Linked DNA regions of Sus scrofa: region 2 is linked to region 1. A link is a contact called in public Hi-C data. All regions are on one chromosome and are shown on one strand. The core of a region is the stretch at or near the end of the contact, and the rest is flanking DNA. Distances in the headings are between cores, read along the strand shown. Region 1 holds the start of SLC7A8 (large neutral amino acids transporter small subunit 2). Region 2 overlaps ACIN1 (apoptotic chromatin condensation inducer in the nucleus).

Region 1 (7,808 bases), core at 357-2,856:
CTGCTCCAATTAGACCCCTAACCTGGGAATCTGCATATGCCGCAAGTGCGGCCCTAGAAAAGACGAAAAGACAAAAGTCAACAACAACAACAAAAATGAGATGGCTAAAGCTTACCACATTGTGATCAGTTAGCACCAGTTTTTGGCAAGAGACCTCAAATTTACCACATTCATGTTTTAGCCCATATTAAATCTACATGATGTAGATTAGAAATACATTACTGAAAGAACTCATGTTCAAGAGCAGAAAGGTCATTTGTTTTATACCTTGATGTTGAAATCTGGGCAGAAATCTTCAAATCAGATTGTTGATGCTTTCTGATGCCAGGAAAGGCCAAAAGCAAATCAAATTTTTTTCATTTCCCATGACTCATTCCCTCCCATGGAGTTTTGTGCTATATATTCCCTTCCTTGCCTGTTCTTTTTTGTTTAAAATTCTTTTTACATCACCACCCTCCATCTTTTTTTTTTGCTGATGCTTTCAGTTTGCTGTATCTTGGACTGCAGAAGGAGAAGTAGTTTAAGTTCCAACCTTTGAAACCTCTTAATACTTGCTGAGTGGTGAGTGGTCAAGGGGTGAAGTGGAAAAGATTGCTGATTGAACTTACCACATTTGGAAAAGCCCTTCTTACAATAGCTCAACCATCCCTGCTGTAAAGAATTAAGTATTTATTTTCCTTAAAATCCAAAATATTTTGGAACATTCTCCAGAAAATGATGCCCACTTTCTGTACTTAGTGGACAGCTTGAGGAACTTTATTTTTCAGACCCACTTTAAACCCAAGTTCCTTTTGTATAATGTATGTCATGCAGATTCAAAATGATTTCATTTTAGATTTATAGTGTTGGTTATCTGCTCTATTGCTTCTTGCGGTTTTTTCAAACTTCTTTGCAATTATCAATAGACAGCATTGATCTCGTGTAAGGCAGTAGTTTCTGAGTAAAATTCTTCACAGAAGCCAAGACACAATATCAATATGGAAATAAGTTAGTCAACTCATCATCAACATCAACAATTTGCTTCATGATCAGAGAGATACTAACGCCCCACCCCCTCTTTCATCTGCCTTTCTAATAGGCTATAGATGCAAAAATATTAGAAGCTATGAAAGCCCTCATGCCACCAGATTTTGCGTCATTCTTTCCTGGGACCCTGGTGGGAGTCTTTTTTTTCTCTCCGTTTCAGCTAACACAAAATAAACAGCTGTGAACAGTGAGGTTACCACCTCTTCCTGGTAATTTTATTTCCACTATACTCTTCACAGCTGCTCACAATTATACTAAATGAAGCTCTTTTCCGTTATTCTTAATTCTTTCCATTCTCCTCTCCCACCCTTGATTTCCTCCTATTTTCAGATACTTGAAGATAAATGTCCCTACAGCCTTGCCTGCCCTACAGCCTTCTCTCCTGTTTCCTCAAATCATCCAGACATAAATATTTTAATACATTCACAGTGTATTTCTGATGGCACTAAAGCGCCTGCACAACGGATCCCTTATTTATAAAGCCCACATCTGCTGAATGACCTGTAACGCTATACTAGCTCGTGAACTCTCCATGAACAGTCGACCTGGAAGGATTTTACTTCCACTACTTACAAAGAGAAAGATGGAGAAAAGAGAGTCGATCGATTACAAAGAGAAAGCTTTTAATCCATCTTTTCGGTGATCTTTGGGGGCTGCGAGCCGGTATTTAAATTGAACAGGAGGAGGAGACGGAGGATGGATAGAACCGAGGAGGTGGGGGCGGAGCTAGCTCAGCACATAAAACCCCTTGCTTGCTAGAAGGGAAGCACGTTCGTTTGTGCCTGAGCCACTCGTCTGTGACCACGAGAGATGGGGCAGCCTGTGCCTTGAGGACGAAGATCTGAAGAAGGAAAACAGGGACGAGAAAACCAGCCAGATAGAGGAGGACCTCTGGAGAAAGCGGAAGGCAGGAGACGGGGAGGGGAAAGGAACCCACGCCAGGTGGAAACAGGACCTAGAGCAAACCGGTCGGGTCTACAGTTGTTTTTCTGGAAGAGAAGAAAGTACCGGAGGATTGCCTTTTTTTCCCTTAAGTTAATGAAAACTACTTTTATCCTCATCATAAAAGAAAAGGCTTAAGGGGAGGTAAAGACAATCTGTTTTCTTAGGGGGAGAGCTGAGGGAAATCCAGACTATCTCTTTGAAGCGTCTGAAATAAGCCGCTGCTTGGTATAGATTGCAGAACGGTCCTGGTTTTTGAAGAGCCACATCCCTTTCAGGAGAATTCCAGCCGGAGTAGCTAGTACAGTTCTATTTTTATATTTAAATGTCTATGTCTCTTCCCCCCTCTTTTAACAACACTTTCTTTGTTTGTAAGCACGAGTAACAAGAAAGTGCCAAGACAGTAGGAATTTTTTCATTTTTTTCTTTTACCTGCCTGGGTCTTTTTTTATTTTTTTATTTTTTAAGAGGGTAGGAATGGTCTTTTTCTCGGAAAAGGACATTTCCATGTGAAAGGCTCTCTCTCTAAATATATTTACACCCGTATGCATTTAGAAAGAGAGATACCTTTCGGAGGTTGAAATCCTACTGAGAAACATGGAAAAAGGAGCCAGGCAACGAAACAACACTGAAAAGAACCACCCAGGTGGGAGCAAGTCGGAGACTGGTTCTGGAGAGGGCGGAGTGGCCCTGAAGAAAGAGATTGGATTGGTCAGTGCTTGTGGTATCATTGTAGGTGAGTCCAATTCCTTTTCCCACCGACCACTCCTCCCCCTGTCTGGTGGTCCTCTTGCAGAACCTTAACCCCTCACCTCCCCCCAACCTTCCTAAAGCACTGTTTCTGCTTCCTACTCCCTTAGACAAGGGTTGTCACTCACCTGTGCTATAAACTACCCCACTGGTCACGTTTGAGAGATGCAGGAAGCATTGTATGTCCTACTTCTCTTTCTCCAAATGAGGCTGAGCAGTTCTGTCCAGTGCTGATGAATGGAGCAAATAGGGGACACACACCTGGTCAGTGCTGATGGTCAGTGTTGCCTGGAAGCTTGTTGAAAATAGAGGTCTCTGGGCTCCACTCTTGCAGCTTGCAGGTTCCGATTCAGTTGGCTTAAGGTAGGGCTGGGAAACCTAGTTTTTTTTTTTTTTTTTTTTTTTTTTTTTTTTAGTATGAGTACTTTATTTTTTTATTAATTCATTTTTTGGCTGTGCCTGAGGCATTTGGAAGTTCCGGGGCCTGGGACCTGTGCCACAACACCAGGCCCTTAACCCCACCAGGCCGCCAGGGAACTCCAGGAACCTAGATTTTTAACAAGCTTTTAGGCAGCCATCTCCTCAGTAGGCTGTGGGCTAGATTTGAGACATTTAGTGGATATTTCACTGTTTTACGTTATATGAGACTGTGGGCTTAGGAGATGTGCAATAATAAAAATGGCTACAACAGCAGTAAGAATACCTTGCCTTTCTATAGCTTTTCCACCTTAGCACTTTCTCTTGATGAAGTAGATGTGACAGGGCTGTTATTCCCATTTCACAGATGAGGAAATAAATTGTGGAAGAAAAGATGAGACAGACTGGGTTTTTCTGTAAATGTGTAATTTGCGGTTTCTCTAGTTGCTCAGTGGAGGCCGCTTAACATTGACTCTTAACACCCATGGAAGGCTCTGTGAGGATCTCGAGAAATGGGAGTAACTAGAGTGTGGGTTGGGAGGCTTTGAAACTGGTGAGCATGGGTGTCCCCAAGAGTGCCAGTGCAGGCCATTCCAACCCCCTAGCTGCCCTCTAGCAGGCAGAGGGACCCAGATGGGGTTCCGCCTCTAGACGACACATTCTCTTTCCAGAGAGGCCCTAGAGATGGATGGGCAATGGCTCATTACTGTCCTCATTCCAGAGGGTGAGAGTTCCTTCTGCTGTCTTTACCTTCTTTCCAGAGAAAGGGGTACAGGATGGGCAGGCCAGATATGTTTCTGTGCAGACTTCCTTTTGAAGGCTTCTGGTGTCCTGATGCCCACAAGCCAGTTTCTCTGGGTAACCCAATGGTCCTCATGGTAGCACAGAGGCATTGGCACCTGAACAACAGCGACACTGGAAAACACCTTTGAAATAAAATAGAATCAGTACAGAATTGGAGTTTCCGTCGTGGCTCAGTGGAATCGAATCTGACTAGTATCCATGAGGATGAGAGTTCAATCCCTGGCCCCACTCAGTGGGTTAAGGATCTGGCACCATGAGCTGCAGTGTAGGTGGCAGACGTGGCTCGGATCTGGCATTGCTGTGGCTGGCAGCTATAGCTCCCAATTCAGCCCCTAATCTGGGAACTTCCATATGTGGGTGCAGCCCTAAAAAACCAGGAGAAAAAAAAATCACTACAGTATTCAGGCAATATTCTTTACTTCTACACTCATCCTTTCCTTCAGTGTTCTCTCCACCCTGCTTTCAAAGCGGAATCCCACCTTATCTAATTCTCTGACTCTGGGAGGTTTTCTAGGCATCTGCAGTTAGAAGAAAGGTAATGTTATTATTATTTTTTTAAATTATAGTCACGATTTGAATCTCTCATTACCTTTTCTCTGTCTCTCCCTTATTATAATTGCTCTAAAAAATGAGATCAGCAAAGTACTCAATATGTATAGCACATGCCAATTTAAGGTCTATAAATAGCACAGAGCTTGTTACCTCTTTCATTAGTTTGACTGAGAGGATTAAGTATTTTCCTCCCTTTGGGAAGGTTCTGATTCATGGACAGATGTGCACACCCACATGCCCCCAAGCACAATCGGACCTTTTTCCTGCCCCAGCCTTGCTCTCCCGCCCCTACCGATGTGCAGGGATTCAAGGGTAGAGGATATTTTCCTGTACACTGAGCTTGTTTTGTCACTTTAACATTTTTCTAGGGCTATGAGGAAATGGGAGTGTCCAGGTATAAGAAGTATAGTTTTAGTTGGGTCAGTGCTACTACTGATTTGTCTAGGACCTCATAGATAGTACCTCAGTGTTAGAAGAGTTCTCGTGCTGTACAGTAGAAGATTGACAGAACACTATCCAGCATTTATAATGGAAAAAAATAAAAATCATTAAAATAAAATAAAATGGATAAGCAATGAGGTCCTACTCTACAGCACAGGGAACTATATACAATCTCTTGGAATAGAACACGATGAAAGATAGTATGAGAAAAAGAAAAAAAAATATATGACTGGGTCACTATGCTGTTCAGCAGTGATACAACACTGTAAACCAACTCTAAAAAAAATAAATTTAAAAATATATATAACATAGAAGAAGAGTTCTAACACTCCCATTGGTATTATAGCAGCCAGAATAATAACTTTGGTGTTCCATGGTGAAAAGAGATCCCAAATAACGTGATTTCAGAGAAATCAGCATAGTTTTTCCAAAGTGCAAGAACCCTCACAGAGTTAATAGGCACTATTGTGTCTCCGTTTAAGCTGAGACACACATTTCCCCTTTGGGGTGGTGATGGGGGTGTGCAAAATCTTTTCTACTTCCCCTCCGGTTTGGCTGTTGAACTGCAAATGTGCTGAGTCGCTGCCCTGTCCTCTTCTAGAAGGGTTTCCAAGTAGATGACAGTGATTCAGGTTTTTTCCTAGACCGAATGCAAAGGCTTTCCCTTGTGGCACAGCGGGTTAAGGATCTGGCATTGTCACTGCCCTGGCTTCGGTTGCTACAGTGGCTCTGGTTTGATCCCTGGCTGGAAAATTTCTACATGCCCCAGGTGCGGCCAAAAAAAAAAAAAGACCAAATGCAAAAATAGAAAAAGAACGTCTTCCACACAGAATTCAGTGATCTGATGTTCAATGCTAACACCATGGGAGAAAGATAATTAGAAGGCAAAAAGATTCCTAAGTGAATCAGGTCATGAAACTGCCCCAAATCTATCTCATATCCACTTGACTTAGAGGGATAAATTAAACTGTTTCATAAAAGCTTATACATTTCACCCAAATCATCATTGATGATTTAAAATAGGAATAATAAAATGTCAGGTGTTACAGGAATATAAAATAAACTAATAGAAGACCCATGCCCTAGAGCTATTTATAATCTGACTGGAGAGATATGATTTATATGCATTAGTCAGAGAACATTGAAAATGTATGATAGGGTTGAGTTATGTAAGGAGGACAAAGCTAGGTGAATGATGAGAAACACAAAGAGAATTTCTTACTCAGAGCTAGATAAATAAGTGTCTTGAAGGACATGGAGAAAAATGTCATTAAGAAGATAATTTTGGGAGTTCCCATTGTGGCTCAGTGGTAACAAACCTGACTAGTAAACATGAGGATGCAGGTTCGATCCCCGGCCTCTGAACTCAGGGGGTTAAGGATCCGGTGATACCGTGAGTTGTGGTGTAGGTTGCAGGGCTTGGAGCCCCAGTTGCTGTGACGGTGGCGTAGGCCAGCAGCTGCAGCTCTGATTAGACCCCTGGCCTGGGAACCTCCATATGCTGTGGGTTCGGCCCTAAAAAAATAAATTAAAATAAATTAAAAAAAAATAACATTAAGATAATTCTGAGAGACTTTGTAGATAGAGGGACAACGACTAAACTGTTCTTTCCTTGAGAAAAAAAAATAGTCTACATCTCAGAATCTTTAGTGCCTAGCAGAATCCCTGACATGAAAAAGTTACTCAAATGATTGTTGAATTTAATTGACCCTTGGACAAAAATCTGAAGACAGTTGTAATAAAAAGTGTTTATCTGAAGGGCTGTTGTGAACCTGGCTTGAAAAAAATCTTTAAGCTAGAAATAATTTCTTCAACCTAGAAATGAGGTTGACCTGTTTTAATTTTTTTTTTTTTTTTGTCTCTTGTCTTTTGAGGCCTGCACCCACAGCATATGGAGGTTCCCAGGCTAGGGGTCTAATCAGAGCTGTAGCTGCCAGCCTATGCCAGAGCCACAGTAACGCCAGAGCCGAGCTGCATCTGGGACCTACACCACAGCTCAGGGCAACACCAGACCTTTAATCCACTGAGCGAGGCCAGGGATCTAACCCCCAACCTCATGGTTCCTAGTCGGATTTGTTTCCGCTACGCCACGATGGGAACTCCCTGTTTTAATTTTTTAACATCGCCTTGGCCCTAATCTAACGAGGCTGTTGCCCTCCATGTACTTGGCCAGGAAACCTGTTGGCAACAGATGAACTTAGACTTTCTCTGTGAATGTGGAGTCCCCCTAAAATTTAAAGAGAGGCGTTCCCTTATGGCTCAGTGGGTTAAGAATCCGATGTTGTCACTGCAATGGCTGTGGTTACTGCAGTGGCATGGATTCAGTCCCTGGCCTGGGAACTTCCACATGGTGAGAGTGTGACCAAATAAAGAAAAAAAATAAAGAGTGTGAAGGAACAACAAAACACATTTATGGAGTTCCCGTCGTGGCGCAGTGGTTAACGAATCCGACTAGGAACCACGGGGTTGCGGGTTCGATCCCTGCCCTTGCTCAGTGGGTTAACGATCTGGTGTTGCCATGAGCTGTGGTGTAGGTTGCAGACGCAACTCGGATCCCGCGTTGCTGTGGCTCTGGCATAGGTGGGCAGCTACAGGTCCGATTAGACCCCTAGCCTGGGAACCTCCATATGCTGCGAGAGCGGCCCAAGAAATGGCAAAAAGACCAAAAAAAAAAAAAAAACCACCACACATTTATTAATGCTGTCAAAGCTACTGTTAATAGATGTTGTTATTATTACTACTACTATTATTTTGTCTTTTTAGGCTGCGCCTTTGTCATATGGAAGTTCCCAAGTTAGGGGTTCCAGTCAGAGCTGCAGCTGCCAGCCTACACCATAGCCACAGCAACGCCAGATCTGAGCCTCATCTGCGACCTA
Region 2 (7,760 bases), core at 4,026-6,525, 120 kb after region 1:
TTAAAACATGAAGGCAGAGCTTTATTTGGACTAATGCTAGACTTCAGTTACTGTGTTGAAAACTGCCACCAGAACCCTTAAGGTAGTCTGAAAAGTGGTAGTGAGAGCATAAGGAAAGCCATTATCTGGGATCATTTAACCAAAATAGTTCCTTTAAGGAGGAGGCAGCAGAGGCTTCTGTTTGTAAATTCCAAGACAGTATAAGGGAAATGACTAAGGCATTTTAACTCAGTCTTAATACTCTCAAATCAAATTAAATTTGTAGTTGTGCAGGTATGTTCTTCATTATTCTGAGCTAGGTATTGCAGATTAAACTATTGAACCAAAATACTTAGCTTCAAAGTCTCATAGCAAATGAAAAAGAAAAGCATTGTGGAAATAAGATTCTTAGCTTTTAGACATCAGGGATCCTGTACTGCTTTGGTGACTGTCCTGTGTGGACAGTTGGCCTTTGTTCCATGATTGTTTTAATGACATTTTAACACTAATACTACCAATATGATTTTTCACTAGTCTAATAATTTTCATTCTTCTTAGCGCTTCAGACTGTCTTTTGCCTTTGATTTTGGAGGGTGGTGGTCAGTGACATGATTTATTATTTCATTTTCTTAAGATTGTAGTAATAGTTTTGTACTCATTATGTAGCTTTAGCCTTGGGATATATTGCTACTGTCTATTCTAATATTTTTGACTCTGCTGCCATCTTGTGGCCATTACATTTTTAGTTTGAAAGCTAAAAGTTCACTCTGCTGCCTTTGAAAAAAGTTTTTGTTTTTCCCTTTTGGGATGATGGCTGCATTATCCTTTGGAAAAGGGTTTTTCTTCTAGGACCTTAAAGTGAAAATCCAGCGGATTCTGGAAGGTGTTCACGATTCCCCAGCTACACCATCGATGAGGAAATGGGGTGACACCTTCCCTTTCCTGAGCATCAATCAGAGATCATACCTGCCCTTTCCTTTCCCATCCTGTAGGAGTAACTATGTCTTTTCTGTAATATCAGTTTCAAAGTAGGCATTGACAGCCTGCTACTAATTCGGCCCAAGGAACTGCCTCCTGTACACCTTAAGAAGCAAGTAATTTTCTGAAAAGCTCCTTGATTGCCCTAAAATTCTGTGGGTTTCTGAGATCCTGGCAACAGAGCAGCAGGATCTGTTTATGCTGTTTTGAAGCACCTCTATTTTTGGATTTTTGCATGCAAGTCCAGGGCAAATGAACCTTGGAGTCATATACAGAGTTTTTCTCCTTAAGTAAAGATGGCTTTGATCTTCATTTTATGACTGAGGTCATCTAGTCACATTGATTCTAGCAAAGTGATAGCAAATGGCACCTTGAGTAAATAATGAGATTGTCCATTGTTGCCTAGGCAAGCTCCCTTGGGGCAGCCTATAGATTAGAAATGCAGTCTGAGCTCAGGAGTAGTTCACACACATCCCTTTTACCTGCTTTCCTTCTGCCTGCCTTCCAGATGGTCGATTCAGCGGGCCTAACACAATGACATGCCCAAAGGCCTAAACCCGTAGGCTCTTCTGGCATTGGATTTGGTAAATGAATCTTTGAGAAGTTTGCCTACATTTCTGGAGGCCCTACTAAATTGATTCACGACATTCCTCCTGGCCTTTCACTCCCCTGGAGTGCTAGTGGTCAGCCTGGTGACCTCTGGACCCCTGGCCAGTCTTAAAAGTGGGATCAACAATGAGTACTAAATGGAAAAGACCATTTGTGGCTTAACCTTGGTTTTTCTTTCTGTCTCAACAAGAACTCACATGACTTTTGAACAACAGCTAAGGTCTGTTGGTTCAGTAAAGTGTTAAAAAAAAATTAGACTTTACTTCAAGGACCTCTCACCACTTGGAAGAGATTGCCTTTTTTTTTTTTTTTTTTTTTTTTTTTTTTTTTGCTGTGCTTGGTTAAATCCATTCTGATTCTGATTGTGCCCTGAGGAATTCTAAATTTATGAGGTAAGGTCTCTTTTTCATTTCTTGGGGCAGGAATTTGTGAATTGTCAGTCCTATTTCATTTGAGCTCTGTTCCATAATCCAATCCTCTGCCTGCTATAGATACAACAAAAATTTCCTCATATAGCAGAAAATAGTGGCATTCTCTTTTTAAATTAAAAAAATAGGGGGGAAAAAGGGAAAGAAAGAGCATAGTATGGGCAACTACATCATCCAACAGTAAATTTGAACCCCAGTTTTTCTAAATACAACCTTGTGTACACAAACCTTGCTGGCATTAACAGCATTGGGCTCTTGGCACTATGCTTATTTGTCCATTTGACTGAGTAGGAGGAAGGACATGGTCCTTTAGGCCAGTATGACAGTGTAATTGATACTCCCCACGGGACCTACAATGCCAGTATGTCAAGTGATGGTAATTTTTTAGAAGTACAATTTGTTGTTATCACCAAGAGTTTGCTTATTGAGGAGTTGGTATCTAAGGACATACCCTCTAAAACCATACTGTCCTTAGTTATCTTGAAACTAGTATGCCTATCATGTTCCTGAGGGTATTATTTAAACCTCACTACCTAAAAGTAGTCAGATCCCACTGCTTCTTACTAAATTGCACAGCATGTCCTCAGCTCCTTGTGATTTTTCTATAACAACTACGGTTCAAACCTAAATGTCTACAGAAATTTCCTTTCCATTTGTTTCTCTGAATCTCATTTGTATTCAGATATGAACTGTAATATGGTGTTATTAGCCTCGAAGTAGTTCTTCTGAGCTGTAGATGTTTTGTGTGCTGTTTAATTATGAGTAGATATCACCCAACCCTAATCCCCATGCAATTTTACCTATTTTTCAAAGATACCAGAAACATTTGTACAAGAACTTAAATAGTGGGAAGAGAGTTGCCTTTTTTCTAAAAGGAATTACAAAGAAAAGCTCTGACATATAGCTAACAAGGCTTTGGGACTGGTCCTGCAAATAGATTGAGTAACCTTTTGGGACAATTTTGGGCTTCCTCTTTTTCTTATGAAAATAAAGTCTTAGGAATTCTTAGATCCCACAGATTTAATTGTGGGGAAATAGATAGCACAAACTTATTGTGTCTTAAGATGGTCAAGGGTAATGTAAAATTCTTATTCTTGAAAAAAATATTTCCATTAAAAGAAAATTCTTCCTCTAAGGAAGCCACTTTTGGAGAGGCATATTGGTCACTGAAAGCACTTTAGGATAGTTGATAGACAGGGAATACATACTTGAGGATATTTGAAGGTAACGTTTCTTTATAGGGTAACAGTCTCTTTGGGAATTTTATCCAAAGATACTTCTTAAGGAGAAAACTTTCAGTTTAGCAGCCATTTATTAAAGTATCCACTTGGCGTTCTTGTCGTGGTGCAGCAGAAACTGAATCTGACTAGGAACCATGAGGTTTCGGGTTCAGTCCCTGGCTTTGCTCAGTGGGTTAAGGATCTGGCGTTGGCATGAGCTGTGGTGCAAGTTGCAGACGCAGCTCAGATCTGACTGTTGCTGTGGTGTAGGCCGGCGGCTACAGCTCCTATTAGACTCCTAGCCTGGGAACCTCCATGTGCCTGGGGTGCGGCCCCCAAAAAAAGACAAAAAAAAATTTTTTTTTTTTAAGTATCCACTTGGTATCCATAGTGACAGCCTAATTGGGAAATACTGAGCCTTCCTTTGTGTTAGGCCCTGAGCTAGGGGTCAAAGGATGCAGTCTTTGAAACTGCAGCATGGGGGTGAGGGGCAAGAAAACTAGGGTTATTATAAGTGATGAGGGTGTGGCTGAGAACCTGTCGTACCATTTAGTGCCTTTACATCAGGGAATAGGCAGTTTCTCTTTGAGGACATTCCAAAAAAAAAAAAAAAAAAAAATCTCCATAGGTGGCATCGAAAGAGATAATGGCCTATTTAAATGTACATGTGTTTTATGCATATCCTTACCTTGATTTGGGGTGTCTTCCAAGCCAGACTCTTCAGAGCCAGTCCTTATCACACAGTTTCATGAGATAAGTACTGTTATTACCCACACTTGACAGATTAAGAAACTGATACACAGAGAGGATCAGGAACTCACCCAGTATCACACTAGTGTGGGGGTGGGCTGGGGCCTGAATTGAGCCCTAACCAATTTGACTCCAGAACTCTCAATCTCTCTGCAGACAGGGACCACTAAGTGAAAAGAAACTTTAATGTGAGGTATAAACATGATTCCTTTAGCATGAAGTTGTGTAAATTTAAGATTTTAAGCAGCAGGGAGGAAACTTCAGTCCTGGTTAAAAGTTCTGGTATTACAAATAATAATACCAAGTTTTTGGTTAAAGCTTGTATTAGTGTTAAACCTTTACTGGCATTAGGATACTAAAGCAGCCAACAAATGAACATTTTTGGGCAAACTCGGAGTGCTTTTTTGAATGGGTAGAGTCAGCTTCCCCTTTTACATTTAGTCAGAAGATACCTGTAATTAATAATTTCCATTTAGTTCCCAGTCACTTTTTGCCCACCAGATCAACCCCCGTGCCCCCCACCCCCAGCCCCAATAGCACTTCTCTCACTTCAGTTTCTTATCTGCTTCAGAGCCCTCACTTTGGAGCCCTTGCTCCAAGAAGTGGCCTTTGTGCTTCAGCTATCCGAGGTCCCTTTGCCCTGTTTATCCTTTTCCTTTATGGCTCCAGCAGACCCTGGGGCAGGGTGACCTTATTAAAGACTCTGTGAAACAAGGTTGTCTGTCATCTCTTTGGAGACACCTCTCCCCTCCTCTGCTGCTAATTCTGAAAGGCACTCTGCTTATCCACTCCTTCCATCTCAAAGAAAGGACTGGTTGGAGTAGGAACACGTGGCCATTGCTCCCATTGCTCAGGGTCAGCAACCGGTTACTGTATGGTGATTGGGTAGTGCCAAATCTCATCCCACCTCCCCACCTTGAAGCAGCTGATCTTGTTTCAGTGTTCCGTGCCTCCCCTCTTGGATAGAGGAAGGTGGGCATATTAAAAATTGCTCATGGCCCTCCACTCTGTCTCTTTCCAACTTTGCCTTTGTTATCTTCTTAGCATTTTAAACTCACTCCCAGCTCGGCTGTTTCCTTTCCTTCTATTTTCGGGGTTCTTCCAAGCAAGCAGCTGTAACTTTGTCCTCTCCACCCAGCCCCCTCACCCGCCCCCAGGGAAACAAGGAGAGAGTACCCTCTCCCTGTGGGGTTAGGCTTCAGTGGTTGTAACCCGAGAAAAGAAGGAAAAAGGCCAGGCCTATGAGCCAGCAGTGAGCTCAGAGCGGCCTGCCAGAGGCTGAGAACCTTGCTCACTCAGCGCCTCCCTCTTTTCTTTCCCCTCCCCTGCTGCAGCAGGGCCCTCCCCCATCCGCACACACGGGCTGCTGGGTAAGTGGCAAGATGGCTCCCCTGCATGTCTCCGGCTGATCGCCGCCGCTCCGCCAATACAATAGAGCCAGCCACTACCAGCAGCCTGGCCCTCTTCCTCCTCCTTCTCCGGAGAGACCAAGCCAGCTGAATTCGGGGTTTGCCGTGAGGACTTAACGCTTATCTCTTAAAAGCCAGATCTATTTTAACCTCCCCTCACCACCACCACCACCACCACCACCACCTCCCTTTCCATTTACCGTTTTTTGGATCCCCAGTTGCTACATCTTGATTTTCTCTCTCTGGATCGGGTGGCTGGGGAGGAGGTGGTGGGATCTTGGGGCAAGGAAGGTGTTTTGTTTTTTTAATTTTTTGGGATTTTTTTGTTTGGTTTTTGTTATTTCTTCCATTCCAGAAAGGGATAAACAGCACTTCCAGGGGGAGAAAAAAAATCATGTTATCAGAAAGCAAAGAAGGGTGAGAGCTGCACATTTCCATGTATCCCTTTTCCCTACTGCTCTGGCCCACCCCATCTCCCTTCTCTTCCCCATGGCTTTCATTCTGTCTTTCGTTTTGGTTTGTTTTAATCATTCTGCTTTCCCCCTTTGTCCTTCCTGCTTGATTTCTAATTGGCCCCACTTGCCCTCTCTGTGTGGGAAATAGGTATTTTTTGGATAAGCTTTTTCTTTAGATTTAGGCAGTTGAATCTCGTGTTTCTGTGGGTGCCTATTAGCTGGGGGCACAGTTCCGATTTTCCCCTCCCCACTTCCTGTGCATCTCTCCCTGCCTGCTCTGGGGAGGCTGTTCTGACCTCTGAGTGTCAGTCAGCCTGTCGAGAATGCCAAATTTTCTGTTGGTAGTTATCAACCTGGGGAGACTTGGTTTCTCCTCTCCTGAGATTTAGGCCCTCGATCATCTTGATTTGATCCCCCCACACAGTGTTTGGATGGTAATGGGGGTGAGATTGGAGATAGAAGTTAGGGGTTAAGACAGAAAAAAAGAAAATGGGAAGGTAGTTTATCTGAAGTGAACCTCTGGGATCTATTGCCTGCAGTGGGAGCTAACTTGTGTGATTCAGTGGGGTAGGGGAGTGGGTTCGGTGTTTGTGGGGGGAGATGCATGGTGTGGGGGAGGGTGTGTCCTGACTGGGAGGCCTGCTCTCTTTATCTTTTGGAAGTTGGAATGAGGGAGTGGGAGAAACTGGGCGAAAGCCGAATGTAAGAACAGTTCCTACACCTCTGAGCAGGTAAAAGTGGTCTGGTTCTTTGAGCTTTCATACTATGTCCGGCAGTTTTCATTTTTCCTTTTGGATTAGAGAGGGTCCTTGTTGAAGCTTACCCCCTCACCAGCCCTGCTCTCCCTGCAGCCCTGCCCCCACCATTTCTCCATTCCTGGTGTGTCCAGATCCCGTTGGTCAGCAGACTTTACTTACTAAGCAGTTGATTAAACACAAGGTTGGGATCATTTGCCACAGCCCTCGTTGTTCTTTCTCGTCTTTTTAAGGAATCGGACTTCCCTTAGTTTCTCATGCAATTTGGTTAAATAAAGGTGCCTGTGGCCAAGGGCTAGGGAGGCCCTGGGGTTGTGGGCAAATCACAGTCACTTCTGAGGGACTGTTTTCGGAGAGATGTGTCTCTCCTCTTCATATAAGGGTACTCTGGCGAATTACCTCAGAACAGTTGGAGTCCCAACCCCACATGCCACAGCTTTATCCCATCTGGGCAGTGAGTGGATGTGGTTGCTGTGATCTGTGCTCTTTCCCTGAGGAAGATGGGGGCAAGGTCTCTAGTCTGATCTGAAAAGCAGCCCTCCCAATCCCACCCAAGTGATGAGGCATGGGAGTTTCCTTGACCTAAAACCTAACGTCTTGTTCTCTCTTCCCCTTGGTTCTTTCCTGCCCTTCCCTCTCAACCTCACCCCATACTGACAGTGAGGAGAAGGAGGAAGTGACCATGGACACAAGTGAAAACAGACCTGAAAATGAGGTTCCAGAGCCCCCCATGCCTATTGCAGACCAAGTCAGCAATGATGACCGCCCAGAGGGCAGTGCAGAGGATGAGGAGAAGAAAGAGGTAAATATTCAAGCCACCTGCTCGGGTGGGTGGGCAGGAGTGGACCTGGGGGAAAGAGTAGACCACTCTGGTGATCCCTCTTACACAGTGGGATAGCTTAAAGAAGGGACTAGGCAAAGACTTGGATCAGGATAGGGCCAAGGGAGAATTCGCTGGTTTAGTAAGGGAGACCCCTTGTGATGGGGACAGGGCTCATTCATTCCCCTTTCCTTGTTGGGAAAGTAATGCAGTGCAGAGTCTTGGAAGTTTGTAATCACTGGGAAAGTTATCTAAAACCCTTTATCTAAAACCCAGGCTCAGCTTTCCCTGCCACCTTTTCTAGCTTCTCCCTGTGTTAACCCCTTTAGCTTTCCCTCCTTTTTAAAAGTGTGTTGG

What was found. A called contact is a pair of places that touch in the nucleus more often than the background predicts.
Region 2: a contact with region 1 is called in a Hi-C map of skeletal muscle, with 1.9 times the contacts expected there. The contact joins the enhancer-like site here to the promoter of SLC7A8 in region 1. A contact is called at or near these places in 7 of 47 Hi-C or Micro-C datasets (embryonic fibroblasts, epiblast stem cells, fetal skeletal muscle and 4 more) and 1 of 2 datasets of contacts at active chromatin or transcription factors (skeletal muscle).

Annotation. Positions count from the first base shown.
Region 1 is chr7:75,853,094-75,860,901 of Sscrofa11.1, forward strand. It overlaps SLC7A8 (large neutral amino acids transporter small subunit 2), which reads left to right and starts at 1,607. Exons shown (of 11, transcript XM_021099239.1): 1 at 1,607-2,704. The coding sequence starts at 2,566.
Region 2 is chr7:75,972,111-75,979,870 of Sscrofa11.1, forward strand. It overlaps ACIN1 (apoptotic chromatin condensation inducer in the nucleus), which reads left to right. Exons shown (of 19, transcript XM_021099243.1): 9 at 7,244-7,385. Among named protein-coding and RNA genes, the nearest start is that of CDH24, 16 kb to the right of the region's middle. Within about 2 kb of position 5,276, at least 71 of the 83 cell types and tissues checked have an H3K27ac peak or open chromatin away from gene starts, as enhancers often do. A contact at or near this core is called in embryonic fibroblasts, epiblast stem cells, fetal skeletal muscle and 3 more, where this site is marked.